5 separate regions of the Mus musculus genome follow, and regions 2, 3, 4 and 5 are each linked to region 1. The links are chromatin contacts, called in public Hi-C, HiChIP or PLAC-seq and promoter capture Hi-C maps. All regions are on one chromosome and are shown on one strand. Each heading gives the region's core, a stretch centred on a gene start, on an enhancer-like site or on the middle of the called end of the contact. The rest is flanking DNA. Distances are from core to core; before and after follow the strand shown.

Evidence for each region. Hi-C and Micro-C count contacts between places; a contact is called where the count stands out from the background. HiChIP or PLAC-seq counts read pairs in DNA pulled down with a chosen protein or histone mark. Capture Hi-C pulls out chosen DNA fragments and counts their contacts.
Region 2: a contact with region 1 is called in an H3K27ac HiChIP or PLAC-seq map of regulatory T cells, with 10 times the contacts expected there. The contact joins the enhancer-like site here to the promoter of Mfsd14a in region 1. A contact is called at or near these places in 1 of 39 promoter capture datasets (cranial neural crest) and 7 of 115 datasets of contacts at active chromatin or transcription factors (bone marrow-derived dendritic cells, embryonic basal ganglia, large pre-B cells and 4 more).
Region 3: a Hi-C map of muscle stem cells shows a contact between it and region 1, with 2.3 times the contacts expected there. The contact joins the enhancer-like site here to the promoter of Mfsd14a in region 1. A contact is called at or near these places in 1 of 484 Hi-C or Micro-C datasets (muscle stem cells), 2 of 115 datasets of contacts at active chromatin or transcription factors (bone marrow-derived macrophages and memory CD8 T cells) and 2 of 9 other capture datasets (adipose tissue and liver).
Region 4: a contact with region 1 is called in an H3K4me3 HiChIP or PLAC-seq map of bone marrow-derived macrophages, with 4 times the contacts expected there. The contact joins the enhancer-like site here to the promoter of Mfsd14a in region 1. A contact is called at or near these places in 2 of 39 promoter capture datasets (cranial neural crest and neural stem cells), 7 of 115 datasets of contacts at active chromatin or transcription factors (the 230-238 cell line, bone marrow-derived macrophages, embryonic fibroblasts and 4 more) and 3 of 9 other capture datasets (adipose tissue, liver and pancreatic islet).
Region 5: a promoter capture Hi-C map of liver shows a contact between it and region 1. The contact joins the promoter of Vcam1 here to the promoter of Mfsd14a in region 1. A contact is called at or near these places in 1 of 39 promoter capture datasets (frontonasal cranial neural crest) and 2 of 9 other capture datasets (adipose tissue and liver).

The regions. Positions count from the first base shown.
Region 1 is chr3:116,660,540-116,665,034 of GRCm38.p6, reverse strand. It overlaps Mfsd14a (major facilitator superfamily domain containing 14A), which reads left to right and starts at 2,358. Exons shown (of 12, transcript NM_008246.2): 1 at 2,358-2,640. The coding sequence starts at 2,557.
Region 2 is chr3:115,671,672-115,676,166 of GRCm38.p6, reverse strand. No RefSeq gene overlaps it. Among named protein-coding and RNA genes, the nearest start is that of Gm40124, 32 kb to the right of the region's middle. Within about 2 kb of position 2,221, at least 73 of the 459 cell types and tissues checked have an H3K27ac peak or open chromatin away from gene starts, as enhancers often do. A contact at or near this core is called in regulatory T cells, regulatory T cell precursor and thymic regulatory T cells, where this site is marked.
Region 3 is chr3:115,966,815-115,971,309 of GRCm38.p6, reverse strand. All of the region lies in intron 8 of Slc30a7 (solute carrier family 30 (zinc transporter), member 7), which reads left to right. Among named protein-coding and RNA genes, the nearest start is that of Mir669n, 11 kb to the left of the region's middle. Within about 2 kb of position 1,954, at least 70 of the 459 cell types and tissues checked have an H3K27ac peak or open chromatin away from gene starts, as enhancers often do. A contact at or near this core is called in muscle stem cells, where this site is marked.
Region 4 is chr3:115,983,274-115,987,768 of GRCm38.p6, reverse strand. Slc30a7 (solute carrier family 30 (zinc transporter), member 7) reads left to right here. Exons shown (of 11, transcript NM_023214.7): 6 at 2,795-2,944. Among named protein-coding and RNA genes, the nearest start is that of Mir669n, 5.6 kb to the right of the region's middle. Within about 2 kb of position 2,123, at least 56 of the 459 cell types and tissues checked have an H3K27ac peak or open chromatin away from gene starts, as enhancers often do. A contact at or near this core is called in adipose tissue, bone marrow-derived macrophages and neural stem cells, where this site is marked.
Region 5 is chr3:116,127,556-116,132,050 of GRCm38.p6, reverse strand. Vcam1 (vascular cell adhesion molecule 1) reads left to right here and starts at 2,363. Exons shown (of 9, transcript NM_011693.3): 1 at 2,363-2,747; 2 at 3,243-3,518. The coding sequence starts at 2,684.

The sequences.
Region 1 (4,495 bases), core at 1,109-3,608:
CATTTGCTAACTTGTTTAAACTATTTTCATGCTTTGGCTCTCACCTAATTGTCCATGTGCCTAAGTAAATTCACTGACACTCAAGGATTTGAACACTGACATCCTTGTTCTACCCTGTCAGATCTTTTTGGGTATGTTATTTCTATTTAATGGGAGCATACACACTATTTTTTAAATCCTAGTCTTAAAAAGAACCGGTGAGCACTATTGTAGGTATTCAAATAGCTTGAATAACTGACAATAACCAATCATATTTTAAAAGTAACTTTGATATAGCTGAAGTATGATTTTTGGAGGTCATAAAAAGTTGGAGTAACCACATAGTATTTTTTTCCAGTCTTTCATTTTATTTTGTTTTTGGTTTTTCGGGACAGGGTTTCTCTGTATAGCCCTGGCTGTCCTGGACCTCACTCTGTAGTCCAGGCTGGCCTCGAACTCAGAAATCCGCCTGCCTCTGACTCCCAAGTGCTGGGATTAAAGGCGTGCGCCACCACGCCCAGCTCAGTCTGGTTTTCATGTAGCCTGGGGCTAACCTTGAATTTGCTGTAGAGGCTGGCCTTGAACTCCTGGTCACACTGTCTCTACAACACAAATGCCAGGACCGAAGATATGCACCACCACGCCTACCTTAGAACAACCTTCTTAATCCTCTACACCCATGCAAAATATGATCTCGGGATTTAGTTATGAAGTTTCTCCCACTCTCAACAGCTTGAAGTTGGACTTCAAGGAAGTTTCTATATGAGAATTTTATTTTTAAAGTAAGTATGATGAAAATCCTTACCACCCAAGATGCTTTTCTTTCCCCATCCATGAAAACTGGCTTATTTTCCATTTCTTGTCAGCATGCAAGTAGAAGAAACAGAACATCCAACCAGGTTTATTTTTAACATTTTATTTTGAAATTTACAGAAAAGCTACAGTAACCCTCACATGTGTGCCCCCTGCTTTCTCCTTTACCTTGTCTAATAGTTACTTAGGCCATGTAATAAATAGCCTGATGTTCAGTGGCCTGAAGAATCCACCCACACCCAGGCTGCTCTCAGATTTGTCCTTGAATTCCTGATTCTCCTTCATGCCAGGATCTAGGCATCCACTTCTATGCTGGGTTCACTGATTGTTGGTGATAGAATCCGCAGCCCTATGCTTACAGGAAAAGCACTCCAAAAGAACCAGCTACAGCCCCATCCCAGTAATGTGGCTAAGCTGGGTATTCATAGCTGAAGGTCTCATAAAGTTTGCAGTCAGCTCAAGGCTTGACCAGGCATAGAGGATCTCGTTCCAAGATAATCCACAAAGCTTTGAAGGAGATTTCAGCTCAACGGCAGCACCTCTCCATAGTTCCTCTGGTATTATGGCATAACAATCGGCAACCCCTGACTGGAGTAAATGAAGAGCCTAGCAAAAACATACAGTACCTTTTATGACCTCTCCTCTAAAGTCAGTGCTGTCATTTCTGCTTTGCCCTGTTAAAACAAGGTCATCCATCACTAACCAGGCCACAAGCCAGGAGAGGGAGGGAGCCCCTTCCACTTCTCCCAGGGAGGAATATCACTGAGTTTGGGAACATTTATCTTACTTAGAGCCACCACATCCAGGATCGCTGTTGCCACAGTTTGGTTTGTTTCCAGTTCCCCTTTATCGAACAGTTTGATGGGGGAAAGCATGTGTTGTGCTCGTTCATACCTAGCACTGAAGGTATATTTAAAGGAAAGTTTTCCAACAGTTACCAAAATGAAGACTTTGCTAGACATGGTGGCACATGACTTTGATCACAATATGGGAGGTAGTCAGGGAGATCTCTCAGTTTGAGGCCAGCCTGGTCTACATAATGTGCTGCCTCAAAGTAAATGTCAGTACTGTTAATATCACATTTCATATTCCACCTGTCTGCTCTTTCTACCAGTCTTCTAGTCAAACCAATTTTTAAAAGCCTATAAAGTATGGCATCTAGTTTACACTGGGAGAGAATGTACTGGTACGTGGGGGTATGTAAGCCAGCATGACCTAGCTGGGCATCAGATCAACAGCTAAAACTCCTCTACCTGCTACTGACCATTCCTGGAAAACTTTCCCGTTGTCCCCTTCAATTCTGTTTTGGTGGGGATGCATTTGATGCGGATGCTATTAGCCTGGGACGCCTGAGCATCTGAGAAACTATTTGTCAGATTTGAGTAGGTAAAAACTTTTCGGAACTTGAGTTCATCTGTGAAGGAAAAACTGTTAAAATAGCCATCGCTCAGCGCCTTAGAGGGCAAAAGCTAGGCAGCCAAAGCACCTGGCTCCACCCGCTCCCGCGGCACCTCCCAGTCCTCCGCTATTGCAGGGTTGGAGGGGCGTGCCCGCACTGCGGGGGCGTGGCTGCGTCACGGGGGCGTGGCGAGCGACTCAGCCGATCGCACGATGTGACGCGCCGCCCGAGGCAGGCCGGGCCCTCAAGATGGCGGCGTGCGCCCTGAGCGGCTCGGCCCGGCAGTAGTGGCGGGACCGCACTCGCCGCTGGGGCCGCCCGCCCCCTGAGTGGCTGCTGCAGCGCCGGGAGTCGAGGATGGTAAAATGACCCAGGGGAAGAAAAAGAAACGGGCCGCGAACCGCAGTATCATGCTGGCCAAAAAGATCATCATTAAGGACGGAGGCACGGTGAGTGCTGCTGGTTCCGCGCCGCAGGACGGCCCGGGTGCGGGCCCGGCTCGCTCTTCCCCCCGCTTCCGCCTTCGCTGGGCCGAGAGCGCCCTGCCCTTCCGTGCCGCCGGCGCTGCCGCGGTCTCGGCCTGCGGCCTCCGCGGCCTGGCTCCCCTGGACGCTGCTGGTACCTCCGGCGGGGCACTGCGTCTCGGAGCCTGCGGCCTCGGCCCACGTGCGCCCGGCCTCGGGGAGGAGGCGGCGGCCCCTCCGCAGCCTCGCCAGGCCCAGCGCGGCGCGCGGGGAGGCTGGGCAGCCTTGCGCTCCGTATGCTGTGGCGGGTGGCCGCCGCCGCGGCCCGCTGGGCCAGGGTACGTGCGTTGTCCCATCGCGGTCGCCGGGAGCCGGAGCAGCGGCTTGGAGCTGTTCGGCTACCTTGTCGGGGAGTGGGCTCGTCCCCTCTCCCGGCGTCGGAAGCCTGACCTTCCCTGGGGCCCTCTCCGTTAGAGAAATCTTCACCTTGTGCCTCAAAATAAGTCTTTAGAATTGGTCATGGCGTGAGGATCGGAGACAGATTCTGGCAGGCGGACTGAGGCTAAAAATGTGCCTTTTAGACAGTCGTTACTCGCAGAAAACTTTATGCACTGTGCAGTGTGCTACCAGACGTCGATATAGGATTTGTCATTGGAAAACAAACGTACACTTTTGTTGTGCTGTGTGTTTGTAGCGTTACACTCTGATCTTTGCTGACTCCTTTGGTATCGCGTTCCGAAATAGAATGGAAAAGTAAGATGTGTCTCTGTGGTGAAGTTGCAGACATTGTTTCTTTCCATTTGTTTGTAGTTTAATGGAGCCTTGATCAATGCTAGCAAAGCACTAAATATGTAAGTAGGCCACCGCGGAGGATTTGCTGAAATCAGTTTGAAATAAATGACAACTTTCTTTTGACATTTGAGAACATGGCCTAGTCCAACTGCCATCATTTAGAAAGCTTGGGACATATGGAACGATTTCGGAATATGTTCAGTTAACTGTCAGATTTATTAGTTGTCATAGCTTTGACTTTTAGTGAAAAAAGAGGGTTCAGAGCTTTCCAGATTTTCTTACTGTACCTGATCAAAGTATTACTTTGATGAATTCTCATTAGCTGTCTTGACCAAGTTAGTAGGAGCTATACTGGGAGGAAAGAATATCGTTGTCAGGTTTAGAGAGAGAAACTTATAACGAAGCATATTTTCAAAAACCAGGTGCTATTTAAGACCAATCTTTGCAAAAGACAAGAAGCAAGATAATTAAGGAGCAGACCTTTTTTTTTTTTTTTTTTTTTTTTTTTGGTTTTTCGAGACAGGGTTTCTCTGTATAGCCCTGGCTGTCCTGGAACTCACTTTGTAGACCAGGCTGGCCTCGAACTCAGAAATACGCCTGCCTCTGACTCCCGAGTGCTGGGATTAACGGCGTGCGTCACCATACCCGGCAGGAGCAGACCTTTTATAATGTTTGGATTTTTGTCTGGTTTGCTCTGTAAAATATTTTTTTGATGAGATAGTAGGGATCAAACTTAGAGCTCATGTCAGCCTCCAGAAGAGTCATTCCAAATTCTGACTTTGAGAAGAGATACATGTTTTTGTTGTTGTTGGGATTTTGCTTTGTGTCTGAGGACAGATCTCAGGTCGTTCAGAAAGACTTCAGACTTAGGACCCTCCTACTTGTGCTTCCCAAGTGCTGGGATTATAGGTGTGTGTGCTGCCATGCCTGGCGAGAAGAGGTTCTGTTTGTTTAAGTCTTTTTGCTATTTATAAAGATATAGCAAATTTCTAGCTTGCTTTAGTACACAAAATACTTTTTACTAGTAAAAATGTCTTGGTGGCACACT
Region 2 (4,495 bases), core at 972-3,471, 990 kb after region 1:
TCAAGGCTTGCCTGTTTAGCTTTATGTGTTAAGAAACATCAAGTTCTTGATGAGTCATTTCTGCACTGTAGAACAGTTGCTAATGTGAGCCAAGGGGAAGAAGAAATCACACATACTGCACGGAAAGAAAAGGATGCCTTCGATATAACACTTCTGAGTTGATGCAGAAATGTAGTTGGATGGCTGTATGTGTGAAAGCATCTATTTGCTTATTCATTAACCCACCTACTTATGTATTTTATAAGCTAAATGTTATTCTAACTGTATTCAAATGATAACAAATTTGACTTGCCTAACAGGCCCTGAGGGACCTGTTATTAGATTCTGCATTTGATGAGCTCGGTGTTGTTCTGAGATAGGCTTTTCCTGTGCAGCTCAGGGTGTCTGTCATCATCCTACTGACCTTTCCTAGTGCTGGGATTACGCACATGCACCACCCTTTTCTAGTCTAGATTCTGCACTTGAAAGATAAAAAGAATCATAAAAGAAGTTGCCTGTGGCTATCCTGCTCATGAATAGCAAACCAAGATTTAAACCCAGGCCTTCTGGCTCCAGAGTCTATGCCCTGAACTAACCTCCTTCCTCTTAATAAAAAAGTAAAACCATCATCCCTCCATTGCTTATCATCCTCTAAGGGTTTATCATTGCACTAAGACAATCCTAAGTCTCATCAAAATCCTCTGATGGCTTTGAAGACCCTTCATGACTTGGCTCCTCCTAAACACTCGACCTTGCTTTGCTTTGGTTATTTCTTACCGGTCTGGCAGTTGCCAGATGACTGACTCTGTAACATACTTCAGATCTCCCATCCCTTTCCCCAAGGCCTTCCCCTGACCACACAAGTAGGTGTTCTACTCATCTCTGGCATAACCCATAGCATGTACCACAGCCCATCCTTACCTTTGTTGATCTCCTGTCACATAATGTTGTGTTCTATGATGTAGAGGCTCAAAGGGAGTCTCATTAGACATTTTCAGACTTGAAGTCTTCTGTATCTTCAGCATCTTGTGTGCCTCTGGATTTTGGGCCTTATCCAAAAGACCAAAAAGTAATTACAGTACTTTAGTAGCAGAGACTCAGACGTATATCAAATGAGCAAACAAATAACCAGTAAATGAAAGGTAATTCTGAATTTGGACGACAGAGTTGAGTTTGGACTCACTCACAATGGTCATGGTTCCACTTGACTTTGATCTTGGGAGGCTGTGAACCATCTTAACTTGGCCTTCATCTGTAAAAGAAAGGTTGGTGCTGTAACGTCAGCTAAGAATGCATTGAAAACCCTCAACCTTTCTGAGCTGCAGCCATGATCATCCTTGTCTTTATCATTCCCCAGCTTCCTCAACGATCGTCAACCAGCCTGTGACATGACAGTCCTTCCGTCACAGCTTATCACTGTCCCAGTCAGCTTAAACTCTGGCTGGGGCCAGAAGTTTAAGCAAAGCTTGTTGTGTCCATCCTTAGGATGCCCATCCACAGCCACAGGCCTCTTTCTATTTCTCTCTTGTTTTCCATGGCCTTTCACCCAGTCCTTCTCACTTCTTTCTACAATTTATTTTTTGGTGTGTGTGTGTGTGTGTGTGTGTGTGTGTGTGTGTGTGTGTGTGTGTTGTATCATACCCTTCTTGTGGGAGTCAGGATAAACATTCTTTATTTCTCCATGTGTGTCCCAGAAATGAAACTCAATTCCCCAGACTTGCCAAGCAAGTACTCTCACCCATGGAGTGATCTTACCTGCCCTGTAGCAGTTTTAATAGTGTCTGACTTAACCAGCCTCCTTCCTTACTCAGTGCCTGCTGAGGTTTGACTAGGAAAAATTCCCCCTGCCCCAAAGCTCAGGTGTTAAGTTGGCTTGTTGCCGGCTGCTGGGATTTTTGAAGGGTAATTGAATTATGATGATTTTAACTTTATCAGTTCCACCATAGAGTTCTGACTCACCTCACAGTGGTCCAGGTCCAAAAGTAACAGAATAAGTGACCGTGTGCCTTGACTGTGAGCTAAAATAAAACTTTTCTGTCAAAATATTTTTCTCGGGTATTTTTGACACAGTGATGAAAACTGACTACCACAGCTCCACGTGAAAGGCACCTCTGGGAGAGTCAAGGTTTGTGTCCGTTCAGTTAACGGGACATGCTTGGCAAAGACAGGTATGCGATGCTGTCCTCAGACAGATTAACCACACTCCTGACGTAGCACACAATGGCTTCACTGTAAAGTTGAGCTGACAAGGCTGTGTTTACTCTTTTTCCTGGGTCACAGGAAACTCCACCCTTGAGAGCGGTTACTGGCAGAGAACGCTGATGTGGTCCAGCTTGTCAGGTAGATGCTGAAGAAAGATGGAAAAACAAATGCAAATTAGGGTTTAAAATATGTCGCCTGCGAGAAGACACTGGAAATGGGAAACTAAGGGGCAGGAAGGACATCCATCGGGAGCTCTAATGGCTTTCTGATTATTCGAAGGGAGTGGGCAGACGCTGTAGCTGCTGCAGGAGTCAGCCAGAGTAAACTTCCTGGAAAAGTACCGAATTATCCAGCTGCAGGTCTGCCAGCCAACTCCTAGGTTTCCAGCCTGCGACCTCGTTGAACTAATTCGTGGTCTTTTGTATGTATCATCTGCATACGATGAATGCTGGCCCCTCTTCCTGGAATAGCTTTGCTATGTCTGTTCTCTTTGTTGCTAGGGAGGACATTTACCCTTATCACTGTTCCTCTTTTGATCTTGGCACCCAGCTTATTGTCAGACCGTTACAGACCGAGTGAAAAGATGTATTCAGTGTCTCCCCGATATTGTTACAGTTAGTAAACACTGGAAAAAACAAAATTGGAGGCATATAGAGGATATTTTTATAGTAGAATTTGAGCATTTGGAATGGATCATCCTCCAAGACTGTGTAAACTAATGTCCAAAGGAAGGCTGGGTATACTTAGGAAGAAGAGCGGCATTCTGGTGACAGAAGGGTGGTGCCCTCTAAAGCCTGCCATAGGGGAAGTGAATGGGCATTGACCTTAGCCCTTCTCTACTAGCCTAGATGTTAAGCTGCCCACCTAGAGGGGGAACTGTGCCAGTCCTGAGGATGAGGTGTCTTGCTTGGTCCCTCAGAGCACCCATATTGCTATGATTTAGACCAAAGTCTCTGGCTAGCTTTGGTCATAAAGGGGCTACATTTTTGCTACATTTAATGCTGAATTTAAACTCTTATATTGTCCACAAACTGTCACAAAAGGAAGAGATGATATCACTAGATAAAGATACTCGTGTCCCCATGACACTCCACCCTCCCCCTCAATCACACACACACAATTAAGTGATGGCAGCTACCTGGTGGGGAGAGAGAAAATAATTATTTCCATCTCAAGCTAAGTAGCTTTTCTCCTACAAACTCCCTTCTCCGTTGTTCTTCCTTGGTGACTAGTTGTTAAAATTGTCACCTAGGAAGCTCTTGGCCTCTCCTTATTTGACAGTTTTTAAATGAGTCCTCAGTGAGATGGCTTCAGCAAGGCTACCATTGAATTTGTGATTTATTGGCCTGTTTATGTCTCTTACAATTCTTGATTGTTATCTGATAAGAGGAACCTGAAAATTTTGCACATATTGAATATTCATCTCTTCAATCAGTGCTGGCTCACCCAGGAGTAGGGGCAGTTTGATTGTTGATTGGGTTAGTAGCCCCATTCACAATCGCTTTTGATTTCAAGTCTCATTAAGATAATCATGGACTTGGTTCAATTAATCCTTTTATTGACATCATTACCGTGGGTGTTTATTCTGACCTTCGTATTAATGCAAGGATGCTTTCCCTGTATGTAAAGCAGTCATTCCTCATCCTCTGTATCCAACTGGTACCTCAAAAACGATGCCAAACAGGACCTTTATGCCTTAGTCTGGAAAGCACATGAGATTCGGAAAGAAGGAACCAAGTATTCATTTAACAAATATCTATTTGTTTTCAATCACTACAGTATCAGCTAGGTGCCCTGGATCCAAATCCTTGATCATTGTTTATGAGTTGTGTGATGTATGGTTTGTCACCATCCCAGTTTTTGCCAGACTTGTTTCAAAACAGGAAGACCAGTGACCTGGGAAGCCCCTCAAACCTGGGAAAATGGGGTTATTTTATCATTCTCTCTAAGTCATTTAATAGGGTTTTTATTAGCATATATGAATTATGCATGACAATGGACTTGTCAGGACATTTTTATGCATGTATCTAATGCACTTTGATGTTGTTCATATCTCATTACCTTCTCATGTACCAATTTCACTCTTTTTTTTAAAAGAAATACATATTTATTTTATTGACACCAGGCTTAAACTTGTGTTAAACTAGTAAACCCTGTGAATAGCCCCCATGGTTAAGATTCTAGCCTACTTTCCCAAACTACTTTACAATTTAGTAAAGTAACAGTTGATCAAATGTCTTACATCTTCCTGTGATCCTTAAATACAAAAACAGATCGTATCTTTAAACCTGCACAGGTATAAACCTGATTTGTT
Region 3 (4,495 bases), core at 705-3,204, 690 kb after region 1:
TCCGTTTCCCTTTCAGCAACAGACACATCGTATTGTTTCTTCTGTCCTAAAGTCAGGTGTCACATGGATAGAGCTGCATACCTACACACCCATGCACACACACATACACAACATGAAAAAAAAAAGTGCCCTGGACCTGAAGTGTCACCCGGAGAAAGGCCCGTGTAGTAAAGGCTTGGTCTTGATTGGAGCACAATTGGGAGATGGTGGAACCAGGTACAGCCTGGTGAAGGTCCTCAGGTCACTGGGGTATGTCCCCGAAGGAAGTAGTGAGACTCTGGCCCCTTCTCTTGTGTTTGCTTGTTGGCTCTATGAAGTGAATCTGCACTGTCATTCCTAGTCTGTCATGAAGTGCCCTGCCATGGGCCTGAAAATAATGACTGCCTGTGACAACTGAGCCAGAGAAACCATTTCTCTTTATAGTTTGGTAGCTCGGTGTATTTGTAATAGTATGGAAAGTTGACTCACATAACAAGGTAAGTGTTGATCTGCTGATTTTTTTAAGTAGACATTTCAGAAAGTTTTTAAACCTATGAGTACCTTATTGATGCTTCCAGAATAAATCGCTTAGGATCAAAATGCTGTTATCGGCCTCTTGCCTGGTTTTCAGGCTGTGGTTGTTTTCCATCATAGTTCCTGTGCATAAAACTTTAGCTCTTTATTTATGGGAAAAGCACTTGGTTGCCTTCATGCGCCTTTAATCACAGTATCCTAATCTATGGTCCCCTTCGTCCTGTTTCCTGTCGGCCCTGAGGAGTCTCGGAAGCCCAGACTTCTGAAGCCCCCCTGTTCCTAACTACTTACACCTCTGAATTTATCATCCCCATTTTCTAAAACAGTGGTGCTGGATGTAGCAGGAGTCAGTAGATAGGCCCGTCAGCACAGCAGGACTCCCGCCCTCAGCCTGACACCGTGGACTTGGTTCACAGTAGTGTTTTGGGTTCTGGAGACCCAGACTGAGGCTTGGATGGCTCGAATTATGGTTCTGCTCTCATCCATGAATGTGGATCTTGTTGTTGTTGTTGTTGCTTTTTAAGTTTCATGATTATGTGATTAAATGCCTTTTTACGGATTGTTGACACAGGATATACTTCCAGCATGCTATGAGCCAAGGCTAATAATGGAAAATAAGAATTGACACACTGTAGATTGCTTTAAGAAGTAGAGTGAGTTTTCAGAACCAGAGGGCAAAGATTACTAAATAACAACAACTCTGACATTACAGTTTAAATGAGGGCAGCCATCTCTGACCTGCAGAGATGAGAGAGTCGAGTCTTTACAATAGAAGCTTGCAAAAGCTCTGTGTGTAAGTAACATTGCAAGAAGTAGAGTTTTACTGTTACTTTAACAGAAGTCTCACTCTTCCCTCAAGAGCCATGCATTTTTTGTCAGGATCTGTCAGATAAAGGAGGAGAGGTCATTAATGAAATATAAATGTATATCCATATATCCAAATCCAGACAACCCTACTGTAGAGTTCCTTGTTTCTGACCACTGTTCATCCATGAGTCATTATAAAGGAAGCCTACTCTTACAGATGGACCTGAGTTCAGTTCCCAGCAACCACATGGTGGCTCACAACCATCTGTAATGGGATCCACCCCCCCTTCTGGTCTATCTGAAGACAGCAACAGTGTACTCACATAAATAAATACATCTTAAAAAAAAAAAAAGAAAGCATAAAACTGTACCTTACTTTCGTTGCTTTTATTTAAAGGCTTATAAGATGCCACTATTTCATATTTTCCCTTTTTCCTACCCCAAAGATGTGAAATCCTGGCATAGCTCTCTGCAGTCTTGTTTGGGATGAATGGGATCTCTCTTTGTGAAGTGGCTGAAGCCTTACACGTGAAATAGGAAGGGGGCTGTGGGGAATGGCTGACTACACAGATTGTCCCAGGCTGGATGGTTACCTCACAGTTTCCATGATCAGTATTCTGGGCAGAGCCCAGCTGCCTTCTCTGCTCAGGCCTCACAAAGCTGTAACTAATGTGTTGGCTGGGGCTACAGCCTCCTCTGAGGCTCAGGGTCATCTTGCAAACTTATGTGGTTGTCAGCAGAAATCCTGAGCATGCAGCTGTTAGCTCATGGTGGCTTGCTTCTTCAGAATCGCAGAGGAGTATTTGGCCTCAACCAATACTTTAGACCCACTCTTAAGGGCTTGGCTCTGATCAAGTCAGGCATCGCCAGGGTTTTTTCCTTGATGAACTAAAAATCAACTCATTTGTACCTCAAAATACATCTTAAATTCACTTTGCCTTAGTTGTACTCCATTGCATTGAAGTGAGCCACGGGTTTCCCACACACTTGAGAATGGGGGATTATATATCTGAGTGACTCACTAAGGGTCACTTTAAGGTATGTGACTCATTTTTTCCTTTCTCTTCTGTTTTCTAAATGTCCAGCCCCACACTTAGAAAAGAGCTAGGGTTCGTCAGTGCAGACCAGTGGCTGATGACTGGCTGACTGGGTGAGAGAGCAGAAAAGCGCAGGTCCCAAGCGCTTCCTCGGGGTCTCGTGCTGCTTTCTGTCGTCCACTGAGTGTCCTTGTGCAGGGTGTGCATTGTCTCCAGATGTTTTCTTGTTACACAGTGGTGCGATTCTGGTTCCTTAAAATAAATCAACAGAATGGCACCAGTGTTTGTCAAAACCACCAGAAATGATGGGCAAATCCATCCCTGGAGGCCTCAGATCTGTAGTCTGTAAAATGATTTTCAAGCTACAGGAGTTCAGAATTATCTGATATTTATTCAATTCCAGATTTGTTATAATTTAGAACATTCAGTGCTATTTTCAAAAAGTCTTCTGGAAATCATGTACAATTTGTGTTCATTCTAAGAAAGCAAAGGTAATTCAGTATTACAGAGTTTATGCATATTATTTGTCATATTAAACAATGGAGAGAGAAAACCATGAGATCATTGCCAGAGATGCCAAAGAGACATTTGGACAAATGCAATGGCCCTTGGTTCGTTCGTTCCTTCCTTCCTTCTTTCCTTCCTTCCTTCCTTCTTTCCTTCCTTCCTTCCTTCCTTCCTTCCTTCCTTCCATCCATCTCTGGAGAAGAGTTAGTAAATATTGATTGTAAGGTAGGTAAGGGAAAACAAGCCTAACATGTGTCTTTATAACTAAAAGTGATGTGCCTGGAAAGCAAAATGACTTGCGGTTCAGACCAGTGAGTCCTGGAGCAGATGCATTTTTTGTGCACATGCAGCATCATAGATCAGGGGTAAAAGATGCCTTTCAATAATGGCATTGCCATGTGGAAAAAGATACACTTGGAAATGTACCTTATGTTCTAGACCTGGAGAAACTGCCAATGGCTTTGAGCCAGAAAAGTCAAATGCAAAAGCACGTTAGCACTAGAAGAAGCCATGACTGAGTGACTTAGCTGCATGAGAGTACTAGTGATGGCTGTGGCTCAGACTTAGAAGGAAATGGTGGGTGAGGTGAGCCATATGGGGGATGGAGGACAAGATGGCTCAGCTGGTAAAGGGGCTTGCCACCAAGCCTGAGGACCTGAATTCCATCCTGGGACCTCCATGGTGAAAGAAGAAAACCAACCCATATAAGTTGTCCTGTGACCACCGTGCACACTTTGTGACACCTGTGCAACCACACACATGCACTCAGAATAAATAGATTATATGTAATGAAATTAATAAATAAGAATTTGGCCTAGGAAAAAGCATAAAAGGAAGTTCAAAAGGCATAATCAACTTGAATAAAAATGACTGGTATAGAGACAGCCTCTAAGAGTAAAAGTTAAACTAGAAGCCATGTAGCTCAGTGGTAGAGTACTTGCTTCGTAAATATGAGGCCCTGGGTTTAATCTCCAGAATGCCAGAAAAAATTGTAAAAGACTAACACAATGGAAAAAAAAGGCAGAAATATAAGTTTATTTAGTTCACAGAAAAGATACGCTACAAATGATATATCTATACACATATTCATGTGTATAATGCTCATGTGAGTTTGGATGCATGTATACATGTATGTGCAAGGGTAGTTGGCAACCCTATTTTTTCTTGGACACGTGTCTGGATAGGCTAAACCAACTGTCCAGCAAGTTCCAGAAATGTACCTGTCTCTGCCTCCTTGGCCTTGGAATTGCAGGTATGCACCACCACATCTGCCTTTTATTGTGCAAGACCTGGGAATTGAACTCAGGTCTCAGGCTTGCCCTATAGATAGTGACCTATCTCCTCAGCTTACAAATGACTTAGCTCAGTCTCACTCATAAAACAGCAGCAATAACAACAACAAAGACAGATTCAAACTGCAATAAGACAGCATGTCTTACTGATCAGGATAAATTTCCAATCTTGTAGTAACGATATGGGCAGAGTAGGTCTTTTAATATACTGAGGATAGGAATAAGAATTGTCTCTGTAAAGAGAAATGTTAAGACACTGGCATTTGTGAGCAACCAGTTCTCCACCTAGAGACAGATCCCACAGATAAGTTGGCAAAAACATAAAAAAGATATATTCAT
Region 4 (4,495 bases), core at 874-3,373, 680 kb after region 1:
TTTTCAGTCATTTTCTTAAGAAAATGTTGAATGTCCTGGCGATAACAGCGTCTGGTTCAGATTTAGTAAGTTAACTCAGTAATATCCAACAGCTCCGCCCACTGTACGTTTGTCCTCTTCCTCTTCCTTCATGATAATTGAAATGCCTGTTTGTAACCCATCAATATAGTTTCACACTAACTGGCTTGTGTCACTGTTTTTTCTGTGCGTTTTTATTTATCTTTCTGGTTTCTAGTTTTCTTAGTGTAGGTTTAAACTACTCTTTAGTGTCCTTTGACTTATGCCCAAAGCTCTTTACTGTTTTGAGTGAGCAGGCTTTTGTTTATCTGGATTGCCTCAACTTCTCCTGTATTTTAAAGAGAGTTCTGTAAATTATAGAATTTTTGATTTCTGAACCCCACCACTACCTTTTGGCCTCTAGGATTTCTTCTGTTTGTTTCATTTTAAAATTATTTATTTAATTTGTATCTGTGTGTGTGTGTGCGTGTATGCATGTTATGGCACATATGTTGACAAAGGTGTTATTTGGCATGTGGAGGAACATCCAAAATTCTATTTGCATATCAGCTTGGCTGTTCCCCTTGCTTGCTTGCTCTTCCTCCTCCTCCTCCTCCTCCTCCTCCTGCATATGTGTGCACATGCTTGTGTGTGATGTGGAAGTTCAGCTAAGACCCTGAGTCAACTTGACATCATGTCTAAACAGTAAGAGTCCCTACCTATAATTCCAGGGAGTGGGAGGCTGAGGCAGGAGGATTGTTAGTTCTGGGCCAACCTGGGATGCATGGTGAGATCCTCGGTTTTTGGGCTTTTGCTGACCTCTAGAAGATCCACCTGGGTCTTCTCTCAGTGCAACACAGTGGTATTAACTGCAATAGGAACAAGGAAAGGACCCACCTTGGTCTGGTCTCCCTGAGAGCTGCTCTGTGAATCTGGAATTTCTGTTAGTATCTGAACTGCGGTTGGATGTTAGCTATGAAGCAAGAAAAGCTGACCTTCAAGATTGTCTCATGTTTGGCTTTCATCAACTGTGATATCTGATATGACTTCACATTCTATTTGGACTTTGATGGATTTCTTGACTATAATAGTGATTAAACTGTGGTAATTTTTAGCCACTGGCTCTTGTTTCTCTTGTCTCTTTATTGTTTTCTGGAGACTCTGAATCATTTTCTTCATTTCCTTTGCCTTCCACTTTTGAGAGTGATCTCTATTTACTTGTCTGCACACTGGCCTTATGTTCTACAGCTCAGAACTCTTACTAAGTCCTAGGAATGCCTACTTTATTTTGCTCTAATTCCAGAATCGTTGGTAGTTAATTTTTCCCCCTTCCCCTCTCTGTACCCCTTCCATATATATTTTTGTGGTTTTGTGACAAGACCTTGCTTTATAGCCCATGCTAGACTTTTGACGGCTGCCTCGGACCGCTGAGTGCTTAATTGTAGTCTATTACATTTGGTCTTATGATATCTATGTTGTTACTGTTCGTGAGTTAACTATAGTGAGTCTTTAGACCCAGTTTCTTTTTGCTTATTAAATGTGTTTATAAGAGCTAGTCAAAAAGTGCCTATTAAGTGCATCTCTGGGCCTTTTCAGAAGTATCTGCAGTTAGCTGCCAGTTCCTGGATGAGAGGTGGACACTTTAGATCACCTATTTTAAGAACTCTGGAATCAGATTGTATCACCCCTTTAAAGTTAGTTGGTTCTGGTATTTCGTCCTTGTTACTTCTCTTTTCAGTTGTTCCTAGACCAGTTGACAAATCGTGCTTCTTGTAGCATGTGGCTGTTGAATTGTCTCATAGTTTTTACTTAAGCATTCTAATTTTGTTTTTATCCTGTCTTACTAGTGGGCATACATAGTAGTCACTCAGAGTTTAGTCAAGTTCCTTAAGTGACTTGCTTGGAAATCTCCCTCTTTTGGCAAAGGGATCTTTGTGAGGAGGTACATCTTCCGACTCTACCTCCTAGTTTATGAGGCCGCCCTAACTTTGATTTCCTGCTTGCTAGGTCAGTGGAAGACGGATGGCAGTTTCTTGTTTTTCAGGTCTCTCTTAGGCGTGCACACAGCCTGTGCACAGCCTTTTAGGTTCTTAGGGGTGTGCTTCTGCTTTTCAGACTTCCCCATGGACTCCGTCTCTCTGAGGTTTCCCTGAAGTTCCTAGAACTCACGGTGGCAGCTTCTTCACTGCTGGGATGTCTCACTGCTGCCTTGGTGCCTGGAGCTCAGTGGAGCTCTCAGTTCAGGAGACTGTGCCAGTGAACTGCACTGCTGAGCAAAGTACTGGCTAACCAGAAGCTGGTGCTTCAGCAATGCACTGAAAGCAACCTGATCTCTCCAGTTTCTGCAGCTTGGTAGCTTTGGGGTGTTTGGCTCCTGGGCTGTGGGGAAGACTGTGTTCCCTTAACAAAGCCTAGTAGCTGCTTCAGATGACGGCCTTCCTGCGTTCTGTGGCTCTGGCCAATTGCCAGAATGCTGACATGGTTGCTTTATTGTTCGTTTTTTTCAGTATCTGTGTGACTTAGTAGAGGGGTGATTGGCTGAGCTCTTTGGGGCCTACTGGAAGGCCATCAGGGATGCAGATCTCCTGTAGATCCTGCTGGATTTGCCTTTTCTGGCTTTCAGAGTTTATTCCCACACGCCATGGTAGGAACTCGGGATTGTTTGAGTGCATTGGTAGTACTTATTAGAAGCAAGTGTTGGCTGCATTGAGACTGGAGACACGATTCTTCTATCTAGTATTATTGTAATCAGCTATGTATTTTTACATATCTTCTGTTCAAATATTCTTTTTTCTAGGCCATGGCCACAGTCATTCCCTCTTTAATGGTGCTCTAGATCACAGCCATGGCCACGAAGATCATTGCCATAGTCACGAAGCCAAGCACGGAGCTGCACACAGCCATGACCATGACCACGCTCATGGCCATGGGCACCTGCATTCCCACGGTAAGTGCCGCTGGAGCCCTTGCAGAGGGCTTGGCTCCTACAAGGTGTACGGGGTAGCTTTCCTAGCTAGAGTGCTCTGCTGAAAGGACACACACTCAGCCTCTACTGAGACTGTCTAGCTGGTTTCCAGGGTGAGTTTCTTTTTTCGTACTGTAACATGAAAGTAAGACAATGGATTTACTTTTTTCTTTTCTTTCTTCAGTGAGTATAATAAGAACATGCTAGGATTTTGATTGTGTGAAAGAGAAACGTTGAAGCTTAGCAAATGAGAATTATAATTATTTTAAAAGTCTGACAAGGCCTTTTGTAGTATACATTATGAAAACAGAGATTTTTCAATTTTTATTATAACTGTTTATGCTTTTGGCTTAATATTTACATAGTCCTTCAGAAATTTTTCTGTAAGAGTAGTAGATACTAAGTTATAAAGTCTTTATCAACATATTTTATTTTAGATCATTTATTCACACTTTCCTAGTATAGGTTAATATAACTGCTTAGGTAACATAATCTGACCACACCTTAAATAAATTATTCCCTTAGATGTTTACTGGGCATATTGACATAATATTAAAGCTTTGCATTTACAAACAACAAGAAGAGCCTTGAAGATTGGCCCAATTTTGCAATCTTCCAAGTTCCAAATTCCTTATTAAAACATGATTGGGAAAGAAAATGCTCTAGCTGGGCGGTGGTGGCGCACGCCTTTAATCCCAGCGCTCGGGAGGCAGAGGCAGTCGGATTTCTGAGTTCGAGGCCAGCCTGGTCTACAGAGTGAGTTCCAGGACAGCCAGGGATATACAGAGAAACCCTGTCTTCAAAACAAAACAAAACAAAACAAAACAAAAAAAAAAAAAAAGAAAAAAAGAAAATGTTCTACACATTCATTGATTATGCCTGTTCTCAAGGATTAATTTGCCTGACAGATGTTTCCTCCCACCTCTTTATTATGTGTTCATTCATTTAGATTAGAGCACAGCGTACAACCTACCCTCCTGACACCCTGAAGTGTAGTCGTGTTAGCTGTGATCGCTCCAGTGTTGTACAGCTCTCTAGGCCTCATGCATAGTGTAACTGAACCATGTCCTGTGACAGTTACTTCTCCAACCTCCAGCACCTGCAGAGTGCCAACCTCCTCTCTGTTTATATGTGCTTGACTCTGTTAGCTTCCTCATGTGAGTGGTGTCTGGTCTTTATTCTGTTGTATCATTTCACACGCCTTCCAAATTTACCCATGGTGTCCTAAGCTGCCCTTCTTTAAGAGAGAGCGGCCTCGTTCATCCATCAGGCACTCGTAGGTTGCTTCCGTGTCTTGAGTACGGCGTGTTATGCTGCAGTGAGTGGAAGTGCACCTGGATGCTGGGATCTGGGTCTCAGCTCCTTTGGCTGTGTACCCAGAGCTGATGCTGGTGCTCATGTGATAGCTCTGTGGTCCTTGTTGAGGAACCGTAGGCTGCTCTTGTAGTGCTTATGCCAGTTTGCATTCCTACCAATAGTGTATAAGGATTTCCTGTTCCCCACATGCTTGCCAGTACTATATATATATATATA
Region 5 (4,495 bases), core at 1,114-3,613, 530 kb after region 1:
TGAAAATTCAATCAATATACATAGTATGTGTGTATTTTATTGAATATATATATATTTTTTTTTCTTACTCTCAGTGATATTAGTAAGGTTTTCCTCAAAATCCCCAAAAGTCACAATGACTTTATGACACCAACTGTCTTAGCACGATTCTCTCTACAGTTTAACTTTAGAAAATCTTAAACTTAGATCACTGAGAGAAATTATTTTCCTTGACTTGCAGACAAACCAATGGTCCCTTGATTATGATCTGTGGAAATCTTTCATTGATATCATGACAGTCTTTTTCATTCTCAAAATGTTGTCCTTGCCAGTGTTTCCGTATTGCTAGAGCGCCACAGTGCCTATACAGCAGTCCCCCCCCCCCAAAAAAAAAACACTCTGTGAGTTCCACTGAATTAGAAACAGGTAGAATGCTAATTGCCTGCCTAACTTGGCATCCATTTCTGCCCTGCTTTACCGACAGAATCTTGATTGACATGGGGCATTGGCCTTTTCAGTGAGACATCAGTGAAAGCCCCCACACCCCCCCCCAACTTCTTGGGAAGCTCCTTCAAAGAAGGCAGGCTCCATGCCTTTGAGTCCTTTCCCTTTACTTTTTGTATTTTACATCTGAGACACAGACGTGATGTTTGGTGAAGGAACGGCCATAGGAAAATCATGATGATTAACCATATAAGGACTGCAGAATTAGGACTGGCTTAATCTTGGTCCTCAGTATTTGCTTCAAAAACAACTGATCCAACTTCAAACTTCAGGCTCTTGGGTCTCTAATGAAGCTGCTATAAAAGATCTACATAGCCACGGAGAGTTCTTTAGCTATATGTTAGAGTAGTGGTTCTTAAACGAGGAAGGATTTGACCTTGTGGAATCCACCAAATAGTTTTTTTTTTCACTTCCTCTGTTGTATGTACTATTCTCCTTTCCTGATAGGAATTATTTCTCCACTCACTTGGGTGAGAACTGATACCAAATAAGATGAGTCTGCATGATCCAAGTAGTTATTTATTTTTAAGTGTCAAAGACATGGATTAACATTTTCTTACATGCCTTTGATCTATGGAGAAGGTGAGAATCAGTAGGGGGTAGTCTATACTCTCCTTTTATGACATGACATTGTTGAGGTCCTCTAGATGACATGGCAGCTAATGTCATCGATCCCTGGATATGTCGTCATAGCCCTAAAATATATCCCTCAACTTCCCTTTTATACTTGCCTCTCAGTGGGAGCCACATGTATTCTCAAGAGGGAATTCAGAAGTCTCTCCTGCCAGGTTGGAGCAGTTGGCGACTGTGGGTCTCACTGATAGCCTTTGTCCAATGACATGATACTGTTAATTTTACATGTGCCCAGATGTCTGGGAACTATACCTTTCTTGTGGAATTATTTTTTTCTCTCACGTGGCACTTATGAACTACATTCAGTATTTTGAACGTTTCTCTTCTAGATTTTAAACATCTAGAAGATGCTGCAGGTTTTATAGTCGTTATATATAAAACCATTATATATATATATATATATATATATATATATATATATATATATATATATATGGAATAGAAACAACTATGAATAAGAACTAGTCCTGGCCATGCAGGGAACTGATAATGCCATGTGGGAGGTAAACCCACATGTGTATAATACAAGGAAGTGGCTATTCCGGTTTCTTTCTGATGGGCAAGCATTTTGCAAGGACATGGGCTATGCATGTGTAAGACCTACAGAGGCATTTAAGACACTTAATTGAGTCTTTCAAAAAGTCATTTCACTGGGAGTAGAAAATAATAATAAAAAAATGGTTGTCAATTCATCTCCTAAAGCTAATCTGTTTACATATTCAATTGGACTTGTGGCTAAATAATGCAGCCAAAGAAATCCACCACAAAAATTTAGCAGACAGATCCCATTTTTTAGCGTTCAAGTCTGCAAAAGACTTCCTGTCATCCAGCAATGGGTCAAAGGGCTGGGGCATTGTCAAACAAAAGAAAAGATAATTCCCTTCATTCTGCATCAACGTCCTTTCATTTACTACTTCAGAAAGTTATTTCAGGGAGGTTTTTTTTTTGTCAAAAATTCACTTATGAATAAAAGAGTATAAAAATAAGAACTACTGACTCACATTCTAAAAGAGTGACTCATGATAATGGGTCAATAAAAACAAATAAAGGATATTTTCCTTTTTTTGTTGAAAGAGAACAATTTTTATTTTTTAAATTGCAAATGCATTTCTTAATGAAGAAAAGTCAGTGGTTATTTACTGAGTGATCTCTGTCTTTGCTGTCACACACACACACACACACACACACACACACACACACACACTGTTGGCAGTTTCATTTTGCAATCATCTTTTCAGGAGAGATAGCCCTTTCGGAGCTGAAGGTCAGGAAAAGCCAGAGATTTATATACTTGGAAGTGTCGTGTTTCCCAGGACTCAGAATGACTTCAGCCCAGAAAGCAGCTGAAGGGGTTAACGTGGGGACTTGGCTGGCTGTCAGTTAAACTTTTTCCCTGGCTCTGGGTTTCCCCTTGAAGGGATTTCCCTCCGCCTCTCTAGCAAGACCCTTTATAAAGAGCAGACTTTCTATTTCACTCACACCAGCCCGGCTGGCTTTGGAGGCTGAACACTTTTCCCAGACACTTTTCACGTGGGGCACAAAGAAGGCTTTGAAGCAGAGACTTGAAATGCCTGTGAAGATGGTCGCGGTCTTGGGAGCCTCAACGGTACTTTGGATACTGTTTGCAGTCTGTAAGTTCCTGACCTATTTCACACATCTACAGCTTCTGGTGTACTACAGAGCTTTGCTATAAGAGCCAGTATTCTGACAGAGCTGGGGACGGATTTTCTTTCCACTGTCAAATGAGTAATTTGGATTATATCGGTAGTGGGTCTATCTCTTTAGTTTCCTGTATTCGACAATGAAATCAAGCTTAGAAAGTGACAAAAAAAAAAAAAAAAAAAAAAAAAAAAACTTTGTGCAATGGGCTTCAAAGTCAGAACTGAGCATTCTTCTTCGCGGTGACGATTCCAGCACCTTCCTCAAGAGCAACTTCAGGGCTTTGGGTCTGTCTTGTGCTATTAGTCTGAGACAGTTTAAAAAGTAGATCATCCCAGCTGTGCTTTGGACACTGTATTGCTGCGCAAGAGAAAAAGGACACAGTATGGGGCAGACCATGGTAAACTTGTTCTCTCTCTCTCTCTCTCTCTCTCTCTCTCTCTCTCTCTCTCTCTCTCTCTTTTCAGCTCAAGCTTTTAAAATCGAGATCTCCCCTGAATACAAAACGATTGCTCAAATCGGTGACTCCATGGCCCTCACTTGCAGCACTACGGGCTGCGAGTCACCATTGTTCTCATGGAGAACCCAGATAGACAGCCCACTAAACGCGAAGGTGAGGACGGAGGGGTCCAAGTCCGTTCTGACCATGGAGCCTGTCAGTTTTGAGAATGAACACTCTTACCTGTGCACAGCAACATGTGGCTCTGGGAAGCTGGAACGAAGTATCCACGTGGACATCTACTGTAAGTGAAGGAAGGAGCTTTTGCTTTCTCTTGATTTTGTTTGAAAAAAAATTAACGATATATTAAACAGAGACTTTTAAAGAGTATCTAGATTTTTAGCTAGCAAATGCACAATTTCAATAAAGCCAGAGAAAGAAGAAGCTAGTTAAGAACAGGAAACTAAATTTTAACCCCTGTGTCCTTGTTTGCCAAAAAAATGGTGCCCATGTAAAAGAGACTCACACCTTCTTGGCTCCAGTTCTTAGCGCAGTGTGAACCTCCCCCTGGTTCTATTAGTTAGTTTTTTCCCCTCTAATCTTCCATTTGGGGGTATTTCTACACGTTCATGTATTAATGTATCCAAAGGATTGATGAGTTCCTTCTTTCTGGGATCTGCTTGTAGGCTCGGGAACTCTGAGAGTATGCAAACCTTCTGCATAGACATAATTAAAACATCTATTAACATTTCAGTCATTTGATGCAGATAAATTTGGGAGGTTTTGTTGTTGCTGCCAGAGAGCTTTGCTTTTATATCTCAGAGAGTTTTTGTTTAATAAGTTAGATCTGTCTCAGGCATATGTGCAGGTACCCATATTACCCTAGCCTACCCAAAATGCATCCTACTATCATCCTCAAATCGGCAAATGAAACTACCAAGGAGAGGTGGGGGGAAATGGGCCCTATAGGAATCATTTTTCTTTGGTTACTGATGGTGTTGCTTTCCAAAAAGAAGAAAGAGAGAGAGAGAGAGAGAGAGAGAGAGAGAGAGAGAGAGAGAGAGAGAGAGAGAGAGAGAGAGAGAGAGAGAGAGAGAGAAAGAAAGAAAGAAAGAAAGAAAGAAAGAAAGAAAGAAAGAAAGAAATGAGACTCCCATAAGGCATTTCTTCATGAGCATCTTGTTTGATTCATCTTTTAATCACCTTGGTACCTTCCTACTGTGCTCCAGCCCAACTTTGCCAATGAACCTTAATTGAAATTTCAGCAAGCCCCTCCTGAAG